2 separate regions of the Zea mays genome follow, and region 2 is linked to region 1. A link is a contact called in public Hi-C data. All regions are on one chromosome and are shown on one strand. The core of a region is the stretch at or near the end of the contact, and the rest is flanking DNA. Distances in the headings are between cores, read along the strand shown. Region 1 holds the start of LOC100273625. Region 2 holds the start of LOC100274676.

The links. A called contact is a pair of places that touch in the nucleus more often than the background predicts.
Region 2: a Hi-C map of leaf shows a contact between it and region 1, with 2.3 times the contacts expected there. The contact joins the promoter of LOC100274676 here to the promoter of LOC100273625 in region 1. A contact is called at or near these places in 5 of 25 Hi-C or Micro-C datasets (ear, endosperm, leaf and 1 more).

The regions. Positions count from the first base shown.
Region 1 is chr10:65,333,528-65,340,911 of Zm-B73-REFERENCE-NAM-5.0, reverse strand. It overlaps LOC100273625, which reads left to right and starts at 3,622. Exons shown (of 8, transcript NM_001148041.1): 1 at 3,622-3,707; 2 at 4,137-4,423; 3 at 4,529-4,753; 4 at 4,846-5,037; 5 at 5,208-5,318; 6 at 5,423-5,498; 7 at 7,183-7,276; 8 at 7,366-7,384. The coding sequence starts at 4,388. The coding sequence ends at 7,271.
Region 2 is chr10:66,022,920-66,030,303 of Zm-B73-REFERENCE-NAM-5.0, reverse strand. It overlaps LOC100274676, which reads right to left and starts at 3,328. Exons shown (of 5, transcript NM_001148996.2): 1 at 3,140-3,328; 2 at 2,721-2,786.

The sequences.
Region 1 (7,384 bases), core at 2,373-4,872:
GATCTTTTCACTGGTCCGGTAATATCCACGCTGCGTCGTGCACGAATCGCGGCGGCAGGCATGAATCGCGGCGCGGGTTCACCGGCGGCGAGTTCACTGAACCTAGATTCTTGTTCAGTCCACTGTACCATCGTGATCCCAATCAGTCGTTCTAACAGAGCAAGTTCAGGAGCCCTTTTCTCAAATTTTTATGTAACAACCCACTAATCTGTATGTAGCAAAGTTGTTCTTCTATAAACCAGCTTTAATTTTGTTATAGCAACCTCAATCAAACATCCACTGGATCCTATGTAAAATCGATCTCAAAGTTCATCCCAGTTCACTGACAGTCGAATTTCAGTACCAAGGGTGACTGACAGCCCAACTTCAGGTCCATTTTTCTCCCATTTGCATGTAACTCCAAGGCTTAGTCACTTAATAAAACTTGAACTACTAACATAGCTCTACCATTTTGTTGTAATGACTTGGGAAAAATCTCCATGGATTAAGAGATACAAGGGCACATACTTGGCCTAATCACACCGATTTCAGAGTTTAAGCCATAAGGTGCTATTGGGGCTTTTTGCAATTAACTCCAATTTGTTCCACATCACTTGAAAATCTTCCAATGTAAAAAGTTGCTTAGTTTTTGATACTCTACCACTTTGATATATACACTTTGGTCCAAAAGTGCATATAAATTGAAATCACCTTATATGGCACAAATTAGGGTTTCTAGGGTTCTTATTAGAGTTTTGAGTGCTCTAGGGTTTATGTGCCGCTCAAATCCATCAAGTTTAGTCTCTTATGAACATTTTCACTAACCTTTGATATAAATAAGCACTTCAAGTCATCACATCACAACTTGTTTTAAAGTTTTAACCTAGTGGATGCACTCTAGTTGTAACATACATAATGAAATGCCAATGCTAATGAAGTCATGACCAAGTTTTAGTTCTTATAACACCAGAGGTGTTACATCTAGGGCGAAGCTCGGGCCATCTTCCTCCTCGGAGTCTAGGTACCCCGAGGGGAAAGGAAACCCGGCATACATCCTTGTGACAGAGCTAGTGTCGAAGCTTGGCTCGAAGGGGATGGGAACACATGCGGTTCTCCCCCGACCCTCAACAAATCTCACCAAGGAGCGATCGGCTCCTCCCAACCCGCAGGTGGGAGGACTGGTGTGATTGGTACCACTCGCTCGACAGCATGGGGAACTGGCGTTTCCCACATCGGAGGAGGTGGCACGCAGAGAAAGTCGGCGCAGGTGCCACTGGTGGCGCTCTGGGCACAATGCTGGCATGGGCTAGGTCCCTCAAGAGGGAGTCTATGCCATCAGCCATCCCAGGGGCTCCTATAGAGCACAGGGTGCCATGAGTGGCACGATCTCGGTTGCTCCGTCTCTACCTCCTGCGACGAGAAGGGCGGTGATGGGAGCTTGGGCGCTCGAGAGGGATAGACAAGAGGAGTATCGTGTCATACTAGATGCCGAGTGACATGAACTCCAGGCTCCCGAACCTGATCACCGTCCCAAGCCTGAGTGGATGGTGGAAACCTGTCATCTAGAGTCTTGGCGGGAACTAAAAGTGTTTCACGCGACAAGCCCCTACTTGGCGCGTCAACTGTCGACGTTCGGACTAGGGGTCCTAACCAACTAGTAAATAATGTCGCGTGGCCAGACTCTAGATGGTGTGCTAGTAGATACAAGTAGTTTATCCTGGTTCGGGCAACGTAAGGCTCTACTTCCAACAAAGGGGGGTTAGGCTTATATTACTCGCACCGAGGTGCCTGTAGTAGGGGTTACAAACACGACGGGAGAGGGGAAGTCCCCAAGTCCCTAGAAATGATTGAGGCAAGTGCCAATATCTAAGACCGAGTAGACCGAGTGGAGAACTGAGTGTTTATCGGTGTGTTCCTTATCTGGTTGTCCTTCCCTTGGAGGGACTCTACTGCCCTATTTATACATGAAGGGGGCGTCCACAGTGAAGCCTGGTGTTGTATTCAAAGGAGAGATGTCTTGGCGCCCTGCAAGCCGACGTGGCGGTGCACTGTGTTGTTGACTTGCGTCCACTGGTTTCCCGCTGAGAGCCGAGGCAGAGACCGAGGGATTATCCGTACACCCGAGCCCCCAGGGGAGAGGCTGCCCATTATGTAGTTGTTGTAATAGCGCCGGGGTAAGGCTAAAGGCCTGCTTACGGGGTGCATCAGCGTCCTTGCGCGGGATGACGTCGAGATTTCCTGTGGCGCTTATCGAGGTCGGAGCCCCGCTCGGGCGAGGCGGAAGTCTTCCCGAGGTGTTGGACGAGCCATCCCTTGACGTGCGCCACAGTTTTGGCGGAGTGGTCGTCCGCGGGATTCGTAGAGGAGTAGGTGGCCGAGGCTGAGCTTGGGCGAGGCGAAGAATTCATTTGAGGTCTAAACTCGACGTCGGGCGTGGCGAAGAAATTGCTCGAGGGCCGGACTCGGCATCGGGCGATGCGGAGATTGCGCCCGTGGATTGGACTCGGCGTCGGGCGAGGCGGAGAAATGCGCCCGAGGGCCGGTCTGCTCTGCTTGTCGTATTAGATGTCCCATCGGGGGATGGCAGGCGGCGTGCGCGTACTGTAGCGGAGACGTAATCATGTTGTTGCGTCCAGATGTGATTGTCGTCTTGTCAACCACTGTGCTCTGCTGCCGCATCGTTGGGTAGGTACGCGCATTAAATGCAGGTGTTCCCTTCCTGTTATCGGGCGCTTCTGTCTTATCTGCCTGAGATTGGCTCGAACAAGACAGTCGGGGCGGTGGCGACCTCGGGCGAGGCGGAGTTCCACCCTAGGCAGGAGATCCTCGGGGAGAGGCCTCAGTCGTTTCCCCTCGAGGGTTTCGTTCTTATCTCTCTGAGTGCGTTCTTCGGGGGATATTTCAGGTATCCCTAATTATTACCCCCCGACAGTTAGAGTGTTAGACCACCACATATAGTGTTTGCCCTAGGTTTAGGCCTAATGTTAGATGTAGGTTAGAACACCTCTTACCCATACGCATCATTGTATGAGTTACACCATAGGGGTTTATAGTAGTGCAAGATCGTAACAACTGTATTTGTGGTGTGGCCGCCACCATATAATGGAGAGACGCGACATTTTGGTTGAAAAACTCGATTGTGAAGATAGTGAAGAGTATTTGGGAGAGGTCACATCGAAACACCACTGTGCGCGGAGAAGACCCGAGGTATCCACGAGTTATTTGATATGGAGTTTAGCCTTTCTGTAGGGTCTTTGGGAGTGGCTCCAAATTCTCTAATGAAGACTAGAGAGAAGATTGCACGCTTAATGATACCTTGATAAAACTATTAATAAGAATCTGTAGCTCTATTGTATTTAGGTTTAAATATTTATATTGTGTGCTTTGATTATATGTTTTATCTTTTATTTTAGTTATACCTACCACTACCATATAGTTCGAACGCGATAATAGTATGTGTTTTCTTTTACAAAAAAAGTTAAAATAATCGGACATGGGGTTGGCGGCAGCTTGATGCAGGCCCACTGGCACAGGCCCATGGCCCCGCGCCGTTACGATTGGGTTGGACCGTTGGACGTGCCATTGCCGACCGAGCCTGAAATCGTTCTATCCTCGCCGCCGCCGCCGCCGCCGCCGTTTGTTATCGCTCGGAGTTTCTCCGTTCCCGTCTCTCCGGCCGCTGCAGGTACGCCTAGCAACGGCGTCAATCGCTTCCTCCCAACCCGCAGGTACTCACCTGTAGCTGTATGCTGCAACCTTGCCTTGTCTTCATCCATCACCCCTAGCGGCCCAGCGTGCGCGCAACCCCCACCCACCGACGCCTGGGACGGACGTCGCTGCCTCCCTACTTTTTCCCCTCCGCCGCCGACGAGCACCACCATATGCCTTCTCCTTGGTCTTCTCTTTTTGCTGTGTGCGAAACCTTGCGCCCAAACCCTAATTTCCTATCCGTATTCGGATCTGAATCTCATTACAAGTGTGTAGGCATGTATTTTTGTTACTAACTTCAATTGCTTTGCAAAAAATTATCGGGTGTACCCATTTCCTTTACTAGGTCCACCCCTGATTCTATCTGCCCTATTTTTCTTCACATTTGTTATGTAGTTGGTAAAATCCCTTAACTTGCGCATCTTTGCCTTCTTCTTCCTTTATTTTAGGTTATCAAATACGGTGAACCTTGTGTTCCTGTGAAATTTTGCAGCTCATTATACATTGAAGGCAGAAAGTCATTCTCCAATCTGAAGGCGAAACAAGGTGTGCACATATATGTTCTAGAGGATAAAGTTCACTGAGCTGCTGTTGGGCATTGGAGAGCCCAGTTGTGGTTCTATGCCTGAAAGGAATTCTTTGTAATTTTCTCCTGTATCTGGTTCTGTTATCATCATTATTTTCCTGGTGTGGGGCAATCATGTCAGAGAGCGAGTTAGCAGTAATAAAACCAGAGGTACATTTTCCATTGCTGTTTCTGTTAATTAGAGAGGAAATGTTGTGTTCTTATCTTCATTGCATCATTTGGGCCTAAATCAAGTTTTTTGGTGAACTCTGACAGGCATTGAAAACTTATATCTGGCTTCAGTGCTTTGATGGCTCCATACAACAAGTGGAGGAAGAAGTTGCCATGTTCTGCCCTATGATATGTCGGGAAATAATGAAAAATGGGACAGGGTCATCTAAGAATCATGCTATAGTTCTACCGGAAAGAGTTAATCCGGCAAGTTTGAGTTTGATTCTTGATTATTGTCGGTTTCATCAGGTCCCTGGGCGCTCAAACAAGGTTTGCTGCACTTTATATTCATCTTGAAAGTTTTGTTTGTTGAATCTATATTTGTTCGAGCATATCTTATCATGGATTTCCTACATTTGTAGGAGCGGAAGTCATTCGATGAAAAGTTTGTCAGGATAGACACAGAAAAACTGTGTAAGTTGGCTTCTGCAGCCCTTGGTCTGCAGTTAAGGCCACTAGTTGATCTTACTTGTGGAGCACTTGCTCGAATCATTGGAGGAAAAACACCTGATGAAGTTAGAGATATTTTCCATTTACCAGATGACTTAACAGAGGTAAGAGTACCACTTGAATAGTCGTGTATAGGAAAAGGTTCTCTTGATCTCCCTGAGTACAATTCCCCCATCTGGAGCTAAAAAAAGACAGATTTCATTAACACAAACTCAGCTTGATAAAGTGAATCATTTCCTTTTAGATGTTGACACATTTGACACCTATTTGCCAGGAAGAGAAACTGGAGCCACTAAAAAATTTAAATGATGATCCTACAATTCGTTTATTGAACCGATTGTATGCAAAGAAGCGGAAAGAACTGCAGGAACGCCAGAAACTAAAGGTACTTCTCATTTATTTACTATGTGTTGTGTTCAATGATGTATCGTACTTCATCAGTTTTTTGTTCTAGTTTTATGTTTATTTTTGAGGTTCGCTTTATTTCAGGATGTTCAAACACAAGAAGAACAAAAAGACGAGAGATCTTTGGATGAGTTACTTTGTTTTATAAATGGAGATGGAGGTTAGTGACTTTATCGAATATTTAAAATCTTGACATTGAACAATTAAAGTGTGTGGTGTTTGCACAAAATAATACCTACATCAAAATATAAATATTATTGTAGTTTCCAGAAAATATCAGTTTTTGGTGTTTTCAGAAAGAAGCTAAGATTTGAGTTTCAAATGGCGAAAATTGTGCAAAGATAATGTTGTTCTCCATTAGACCAGTTGATTAATATTGAACGGTCATAATACAACAAAAAATTGTTGCCCTGGACCAACCTATTTAGCTACTATGGATGAACTTATAAGCAGTTTTAGCAGACGCTCAAGACTATTACAGTGGGCTATCCTTGTGTCACGAGCTTTTGTAGAATCAGCGGCTGTATTTTTTCAAACCTTTTTTATTGGTAGACTGGTTGCTTTTTGAAAGAAAATTTAACTAGGCATGGTAGGAGCACATGATTATTTTTGTTAAGTTGCTTCCTGTCCCTTCTGGCCTGTCCTTAAGAAATTAACCCCCCTCCCCCTCCCTGAACAAACCCCATCTCCCTCTCCCAAGAAAGGCTGCAAAAACGTGTGTCGTGTGGCACAACAAATCATTGCATGAGTTTGTTGATTTTTTAATAAAAAACTATTGGGCTTCATGTAGCGCGTGTTTGGAAGTAAAGTATTTCAAAACTATGGTTTTGGAATACTACGGGCCTGTTTGGCAGTGAAGTATTTTTGTGGTTTCTAGGCAATACCTCGGTTTTTTTAGTAATACCATAGTATTTTACGCCATAAGGTGTTTGATTGCAATCCTGAAAACCGTGTTTTCAAAACCATGGTATTTTTAGAGTATTGGAAACTTCACTTTAACCTAAAGTTTTTATAACAAGACTAGCTTTTGTCTAATACCATGATTTACAATGTTGTATCTAAACAATGTTTCTCAAAACCATGAGGCCCTGTTTGGAATCTTAGTATTTTTACAGTTTTGAAGGAATACTATATAGTATTGGATGATACTATGGTATAGGAAGCCAAAATCTGTTTGTTTGTACTGGGTAAAACGCAGTTTCGAATACCATGGTTTATCTAAAACCGTAGTATTTTTACAGTTTTGAAAACTCCACTTGGACTTCAGTTTTCAAAGGCTTAGCAGCCATAGCGCTGCCTGTGATGCGTACGATTGTAGATGAGAGAGCACACGGCCAAACAGTTCTTAGTATTTTTTGCCATGAACAAATGTATTTCAAAACTGTAGTATCTAAAAACTTTGTTGCCAAACATGCCCTGATATTTTTGGAGCTACCAAAACCACAGAATTGTCATGATAATTGCAACGTATAATATTGTAAAACCATGGTTTTGAGAAACATTGTTGACAAACAGGCCCTACTGTTTTAAGATGTTATGACATAACCGTAGTATTTTTTTACATCATTCCTAGCAATACGCTTTTTGGAGACAGTATCTCAAACCATGGTATATATGTGTAATACTAGTCATAGACAAAAACTTTGGGTTAGAATGGAGTTTCCAATAATCCAAAAATACAATGATATCTACAAAATCATGGTATACAAAACAAAGTTTTTTACAATGTAGCCAAACACATCTTGGCAAAAAATACTATGATATTCTTTAATACCATGGTTTTATCTCAAAACTTCGAAAATACTTTGCTTCCAAACACCCCCTAACCATTTCACAGATTCCAGAGGTGGGAAAGCTTCTAAGAGTAAGAAAAAGAATAAAAGAAGGAAAGATCAAGCTAAGAATCCCACAAAAGCGAACTCCGAACCTGTAAATAAGGTGAGAGTTAACTTGAAACTATGTTTTCCTTTCTGGGGGTAATTTATAGAGAATGCTGTAATTCTTATATTTTTTTTCTGTAAGTTCAGGAGGGAGCTTCCTGTGTGG
Region 2 (7,384 bases), core at 2,079-4,578, 690 kb before region 1:
CGCGGCCACGCATGGCACGGGAATAGGCGAGAGCGGAGGCGTCGAGACCGCACATGGTGCGAGCAACGGCGCAAGGCAGGGTGCCTGGGCTGGAGGGGGAACCGGATCAGACTCAAGGAGGGAGTCCAGATCGGTGGGTGGGGAGGAGCCAGCAAGGGGAAACACATCTTCGTCTACGACGACGTGACGTGAGATGATGATGCGGTGGGAGACGAGGTCAAGTCAATGATACCCCTTTTGGTCAGGGGAGTAGCTAAGGAAGAGGCAGCGAGTGGAGCGAGAAGATAGCTTATGAGGAGTAGTGGCAGAAGTGTTAAGATAGCAGGCACAACCGAACATGCGAAGATGGTCATAGGAGGGGGTTGTGTCGTACAGGGCGAAGTGGGGAGTAGGGTGGCTCACCGCCTTCGACAGAAGACGGTTGAGGAGGTGTGTAGCGGTGTGCAGGGCCTCTGCCCAGTAGCTGGCAGGGAGAGTTGCCTGGAAGAGAAGGCAGCGAATCATATTGGTGGTGGTGCGAATCGTGCGTTCGGCCCGACCGTTCTGGGCAGAGGTGTAGGGGCACGAGAGACGCAACTGGACGCCATGAGTGAAAAAGAAAGAACGGGAGACGTGGTTGTCGAACTCGCGGCCATTGTCACACTGTAGGGCACGGACCGAGCGACAAAACTGGGTGGATACCACACAAATGACATGTTGCCTAGACGCTGTTTTAAAACTGAAGCTAGATTCTCTTCAAATCTTCAATGATACATCACTTTATGAGGTACATCTATCTCGTTTCTAGTTTCTACAAATTTGAAACTTATGAGGCACATCTACAATGTTTATATAAATTCACCCAACAGCTCTGCTGTTATAGAATCATTGCCTTGAAAGGAATTTCATAAAGTAATATTTAATTTCACTGACATAACTACATATGCATAGACTAGGACTTCCTATTTATACAACATCACACATTACCCTAAACATGATAGGATCACCAAAACTAGGCATGGGTGAATTCTCACTAGCTCATACCTCAATTCAGTAATCACATTGTTGGATATTTTCCATAACAATCGATAATTGCTATTTAAAAATTAATTCCAAGATTTTGCAACATAAAGCATTACCAAGTTTCAAGAGATCCTAAAAGCTAAGCAACTAACAGCTCAACAGATTACAATTTCAAACGCTGGCCTCAAAACTGTCGCCTACACGGCCGTTTAGCCCATTTACACACCTCTACACAATGGCTTGTTGATCCTGTTTAGTCCGTTTAAATGGACTTTTAGCTTGAATAAATTGATAGACGCTAGGTGATTGTTTAGTCCATTTGAACATTTACGATAACATGGCTCAAATGAAAGTAGCACAGATTAAAAAAGAATGAAGAGTGGAAAATGAACTGAGGGATTAGGTGCTGCAAAAAAATAGCACATCACAGGTTGGAAAGAATGAAGAGTGGAAAAAATATGAGGGATTATGGATCCCTCATATTTTTTCCACTCTTGCACTGCCTTTAGGGTTTAGATATTCTCATCACCTTGGCAGCCTTTCAGGGATTATGGATCCTCAACACCACAACTGCCAATCTTGGGAGACTTTCGCACAACATGCAAACAATGGAGACAAGCTTTTGAGAGTTCGTTCGGGAAAGGAACTCTTATTGCTTCAGCGATGGAAAGACTTAATCGATCGACCAGTGTTCTATTAGGCAGGAAAGGTGTCCTAGGCGGCAGCGTTTTGGCACCTAGCACCTAGAGTGACAACAGAGTACCCAGGTGTCCAACTAGCTTGTGTGGGCAGCAGCCATAGCCCATAGATGGCATATTTGTATGCAATTACAACCAGCCTTGAGTTACTCACTTCACAATGCTCATATAATCACCAAGCAACAAGTGAGTAGCTACATAGCTAATATAGACTCTAGTTGGGCCCTAGGTTGCGTAACTTTTATTTTCAAGGCATATTTTAAGTTACCAGAAATGCCAGATTTTGCAAATATAATTTCCAAAACTTCCAAGTCAACCCAAATCATAGTTTTTTGTTATTACACAGGTTTGTGATCTCAAGTTCTAAATATTTATGTTTAGATGTAAAAAAAGTTTGGTTTTAATTGCATCAACATGTTCCTATGAGGATCTGACCTACCATATTGCTTAAGTGTGTTTGGTTGCAATGACAGGACGGGACGGGATGAGACGATCTTTCAAATAAGGTTGTTTGGTTCAGAGTCAAGGGTTGAGACAGAACTATCTCAATGTTGTCCCCAGTTATTCCTGAAAATTGGAGGGATGAGAGAGGACGTCAAGGAACGTCTCTGTCCTGACTGTCCGGCAACCAAACGCACCCTAACATCGCAACAAGGGAATCAAGAGGACTGAAAAAGATTGGGCAGACTCAGGGAAAGGCATCGTGTACTGTACTCACTCAAATATGGAAGCACCACAGGAACATATGGGTTGCCTTATGAAGGCTTCATAACTGAACTTGTCAAGAAGATCACATGGTATGGACACGCATTAGGCCGTGTTCGGTTGCGTCTGGATCGAAGTGGATTGAGGGGGATTAAATCCCTCACTAATCGAAATTGAATAGAATCCTCTCTAATCCACTTTAATCCAGACGCAACCAAACAAGCTAAATAACAGTTTTATCAATAGGCGCTAGAAGAATACAGGCAGGTGAAACGCTATACAGGAACAATTTATAATCGAACGGCATTCACCTACCAGCCAAGCAGAAGCCGCACGGTTGAACAATGCTGCCACTCGTCACTTCAGCTAGAGTTGGTTTACCTGCACAACATACCAAAAAGTGGGGGAACATCACTTCGGCGTCTCGGGCACAGGTACACGCTCGTGAATGGTGGAAACAACCAGCAAACCAGCAGCATTGTCTAAAAGGAAACCGCTGAGGTCAATGCTGAGGAGAACGAGGCCCCAATCGAGGTACAGGAGGGTCACCGATTAGGTTAGCACCCCCAAAGCGAGCGAGCGCAGGGCACGTGAGTCAACCAATCTATCGGCCACAATCTGTACGGATTGGGGGCTACCGTTCGAGGGAGGGCGATTTTGGGGGGTTCGATTCAAATGCTCCGCCCCAGGAGAAGATGTGGGAGGAGAGAGTTGAAAATCAGGCCGGAGCTTACCGGATCTCCTCCGCGTGACGCCATTCCGGGGGCGCACAATGGCAGTGGGGCGGGCGGGAATTGGAGGCGGCGGTGCAGGTGGGAGAAGGAAGGGCAGGCGGCGGTGATGGTCCCCTCGGGAGTCTGGAGATGGTGCCGTGGCCCGTGGTGGTGGTGCACTGGTGTGCGAGGCTTTTGAGACCGAGACGGGGACGAGGGGACGGGGCACGCCAACGCCACGGGGGAGGGATGCTGGGACTTGGGACTTTTGGAGTCTGGTAGAGCCGTAGAGGAGAGGTCAGAGCTGTGGTTGCAGTTGCAGACTAGCAGACGCAGAGGCAGGCAGCAGCAGCCCGTGGTGGGCCGGAGAGGAAGCGTGGACCAAGGATGGTGGAGGCCCACTGCGCAGTAGAAAAGATAGCCCAGGCTGCACAGCGCATCTCGAGGATCAACCGTACAAGTACAACTGTACTACGTCCAGCCACACCCACATGTCAGCTCAAGGGTTATTTTCCGTTTTCTACGCTTCTTAATTTCCCCCCTATTTTCTGTGCTTCTGCTCTTTTTTTCGCCAAAACAAGGAAGCACTTGGAGGTGGAGGTGGAACTGTCCTGCCATAGATAAAGAAAAGAACGAGTGAAAAAGCCTGTTCGCTTTACTCCTATTCTCCTACTGTAGTAAAGTAGGACTACTGCAGTGCTGTTACAGCAGTTGTACACCTGCTACGTGTACACATCAATAGGCTATAGCCATAGTTTGATTGACCGGGCGGGATAACCCTCGCGTTTTTTATATAATATTTCAACAGTATATATATTAGTAAAATGTATGTACGTTGGTACGATTTTCATTTAATTTTTTAATATAAAAAATAAAACACAAAGACACATGTGTTTTGTTGGCTATGTGGGTCTGAACATAGGTTTGGAACTAATAACTACTAATAACTATTTGCCAGGGACGGTGGAAACAGTGTTAGTATGTTGCGACCACGCACAATTAAAATAGTTGAAAATAAAAGAATTTTCATGTGCAACTCTCTAACCCACATGGTAAAAAAATCCGCTTGAAGAACTCTCGTCTATATCTATACCACTATATAATCGCTTCGGATTAAAGCCTACTGTTTAAACTGTTGCAGCTGTAATTCATAGAGACAGCAAATCTCTACTGTTATAAAGCATCAGTTTCCATAATCGTTAAGTGTAGTGTAGGCATGTTATTCTCCCTTGTACAGGGACATGTAGCGGTGGGGTGAGCGGGGCTCGAGCCCCTGCCCCCTACCGTTGTTGAGTGCATAGAGCCCCATTGAAGACCCATTGGAGCGAAGGGGGCCGAACAGGCCTTCGTATGGACGGTGTCCGCGATCTGTCCGGCGGGGCCTGCAGGAGCGGCCTTCGTCTGTGCGGTTGCGAGGTAGGTGTCGTCGAGCGAAGGGTGGCGTGTTCGCCTTCGCCCCAACATTTGCCCTCCGAGGGGCCAGTTCGACCAAGTCAGCTGGTGTCGAAGACTACCGTGAGATGGTGAAAACGCTGCCCTCACTCGAAGTGGTCCCGTGGGGGTTTTTGAAATGTGACCGTTGATGGACGTGTTACTGTTGGACTGCGGGTTTTTCGAGGCGTCGCTCCGCGCCTATAAAAACCCGACCTCGACCGAGACCGCTACCTGCTTGAGTTTGCGTTGCAGAAACCCTAGCTTTTACAGTTGCTCGCTTGCCCTCCTTGCTCATTCTGCGCCGGAGATCTAGCCCGTATCAAGCAAACTGTGTGCCGTCGTTAACGGTACGTTGCAATGTCTTCTTCCTCGTCTGCTGCGAGTGCGTCGCCGGCCACGCCGTTGTCCGAGGAGACCTTGAGCGACTTGGCAGTGGTTGAGTTGCAGCCCGGCCACACCGTGGAGTTTGGCACCTCAAGGATTTTCTCGGCCCGCGTGCTGGAGATGCAGCGGCTGGGTTACTTTGGTAACGGTGTCGGGTGGGCCCCAGGTGCGAAAGAGGTCCCCGAGCCGGAGGGCGAGTTGATAGTTTTTAGGCCTTTTTCACTGTCGGTCTTTGCCTCACGATGCATCGGTTCGTAGTGGAGGTGTTGCGAAGGTTTGAGGTGCAAGTCCACTAGTTGACGCCGAACGCAGTGGTGGCGCTTGCGAAGTATGTTTGGGCAGTCTCCTCCTACAGCGGACAGTCATCTGTGGAGGTTTTTGCCAAGAATTATTGCTTGCACTGGCAGAAGAGAAAGATAGGTAATAAGATAGCCCAATTTGGATCATGCACCTTCACCCCGAGGACTGGGAAGACCTTGGCTGAGGTTGTCGAGATAGTCCTCTATGCTAGGAATAAGTGGGGCAACTGTGGGACTTTTGGTTCTATGTGGCCCCCGGGGATGTCGAAGGCTTGTCGAGTCTGCCTCCTGCCATCCTGTGCTCACATTGTAATGTGGAGTTTCCTCGATTCAAGGTGGCGAAAGAAGACAGAGACGAAGGGGCCCTCCGATATGCGGCCCGCCTAGGTAGCGGGGCGTGACCTGGTGGAGGAATTCATTGCCTACGGGGTGTGGCCCTTGGCACATGGTTGGACATTAGGCGAAGTGACCCCCCCGCCGGATGCCTACCCTGGGCGGCCAGATGGTGCGAAGTCCAATCTTCGCCGTGGATCTTCGCGGTCGTGACGCAGCCGCGTTTGTGCGTGATATCGAGGTCGAGGCCGTGAAAATTGTTAGGAAGTATGTGCTAAAGACGGAAACTTTAAGGAGTTGGGATATTCGCGGTTCAAACGTTAGGCTGAACCGTGTTTTTGAGTTAAACCATTTGCCGTATGGTGGTTACCCGGGAGGACTGTGCAGACGTTGTTGGCCGCCGGGGAAAACATACAATGTCAACGGTCGATGAAGGCCCCTCACGGCACAAGGCTTCGGGTGCGACCGCTAGGAAAAGAAAATTAGGTACAGCAGCTGAGGATTTGGGGTTGAGGGCTTCCGATCATTTTGTTGTGGATTTGCTGGAGACGTGCACAGCTCCCGGGGAAACGATGTCTTCGCTCGAGCTTCGGGAATCTTCTACACGAATGCTGAAGGTTACCAGGGTTCGCTGGCCTAGGAACGTTCCGATACCCCGGGCGGCCGATGAAGACATATTTACGTCTCGATTAGCTCGTGACATGAAGATTTTCCCTTACAGAAGGAATGTTGGTGCTGTTGTATCGGCAGTGATGGAGAAGGATTGCCAAGATGCGCAGCGGAAGAAGCGTCGGGCTCACGTTAGGTTGGCGGACCCGAGGCGTGAGGTGAAGATGGTGTGGCCGAGCGCAAAGCCCTCCGCCCCCAACGCCGGTATGCCTCCGCCTGCCGTGCCTGTCGCAGAGCGGAGGCCCCCCTCGCCACCACGCGCTGCTGAGGCGGCGGTGGCGGGGGCTGAAGGAGTCTCCATGGAGCTTTCTATGGACGACTACCTGGTGGGGGTCGCCATGTTTGACGCCCAGACGGGTCTGGCTCCTGTTGGTGAGTTCTTTTTTTTTTACGAATTCTGTGTTTCTGACTTGACCATGGTGTAGGGGCAGAGTCTAGGAAACTGGCTGTTGTTCCAGTGGCGGTGTCTACTGGCCCGGTGGCCGCGGCGACCGGGACGAAGGGTGACATGGGGGCCTCGGAGGACCCGTGGTCTAAGTTTTGCGCCGGCGGCGAGATTACCTTGGTTGCCGCTGCGAAATATGTGTGTGTGACTAGCGCTTGCAGTTGTGCTGTGTTCGTAGTTCTGCTTTGACAATCTTTGTGACAGGCGACCGCCTTCACCGAACGCATTGCTTCGGGGGCGCTGACCTCGGAGTTTTTTGCTGAGAGGCGGCAACTTGAGGGGAGAATCGAGCGCCACCGGACGCAACATACGGAGGCAGTCAAGGACAAGTCGACGGTGGAGAACAAGAGCCGCAACTTGCTTGAGAAGCTAATGGTGGTGGAGACAGAGAAAGAAGACCTCAGTCGTCGGCTTGCGGAGGAGAGGGAAGGCGCGGAAAAGGCTTGCGCGGAGGGCCAGGCTGCCTGCACTGAGGCTGACGCCGCGCGCGCTGAGGCCAGCCTCGCCCTTAAGCATGCCGCAGACGTCGAGTCGGGGCTGAAGAGCTTGTGCAGCTACACCAAGAAGATGGAGGCCTCCACCCGCGCTGGGGTTGAACGGGCGCACACGATGTTCGTGGATGCGTACCGCGAGCTCGGCGCGCGGACTGCCTCTTTTGATAGGTCTGGCGAGGAGGTGGGTCTTCGCTTTCTCGGGTGGCTG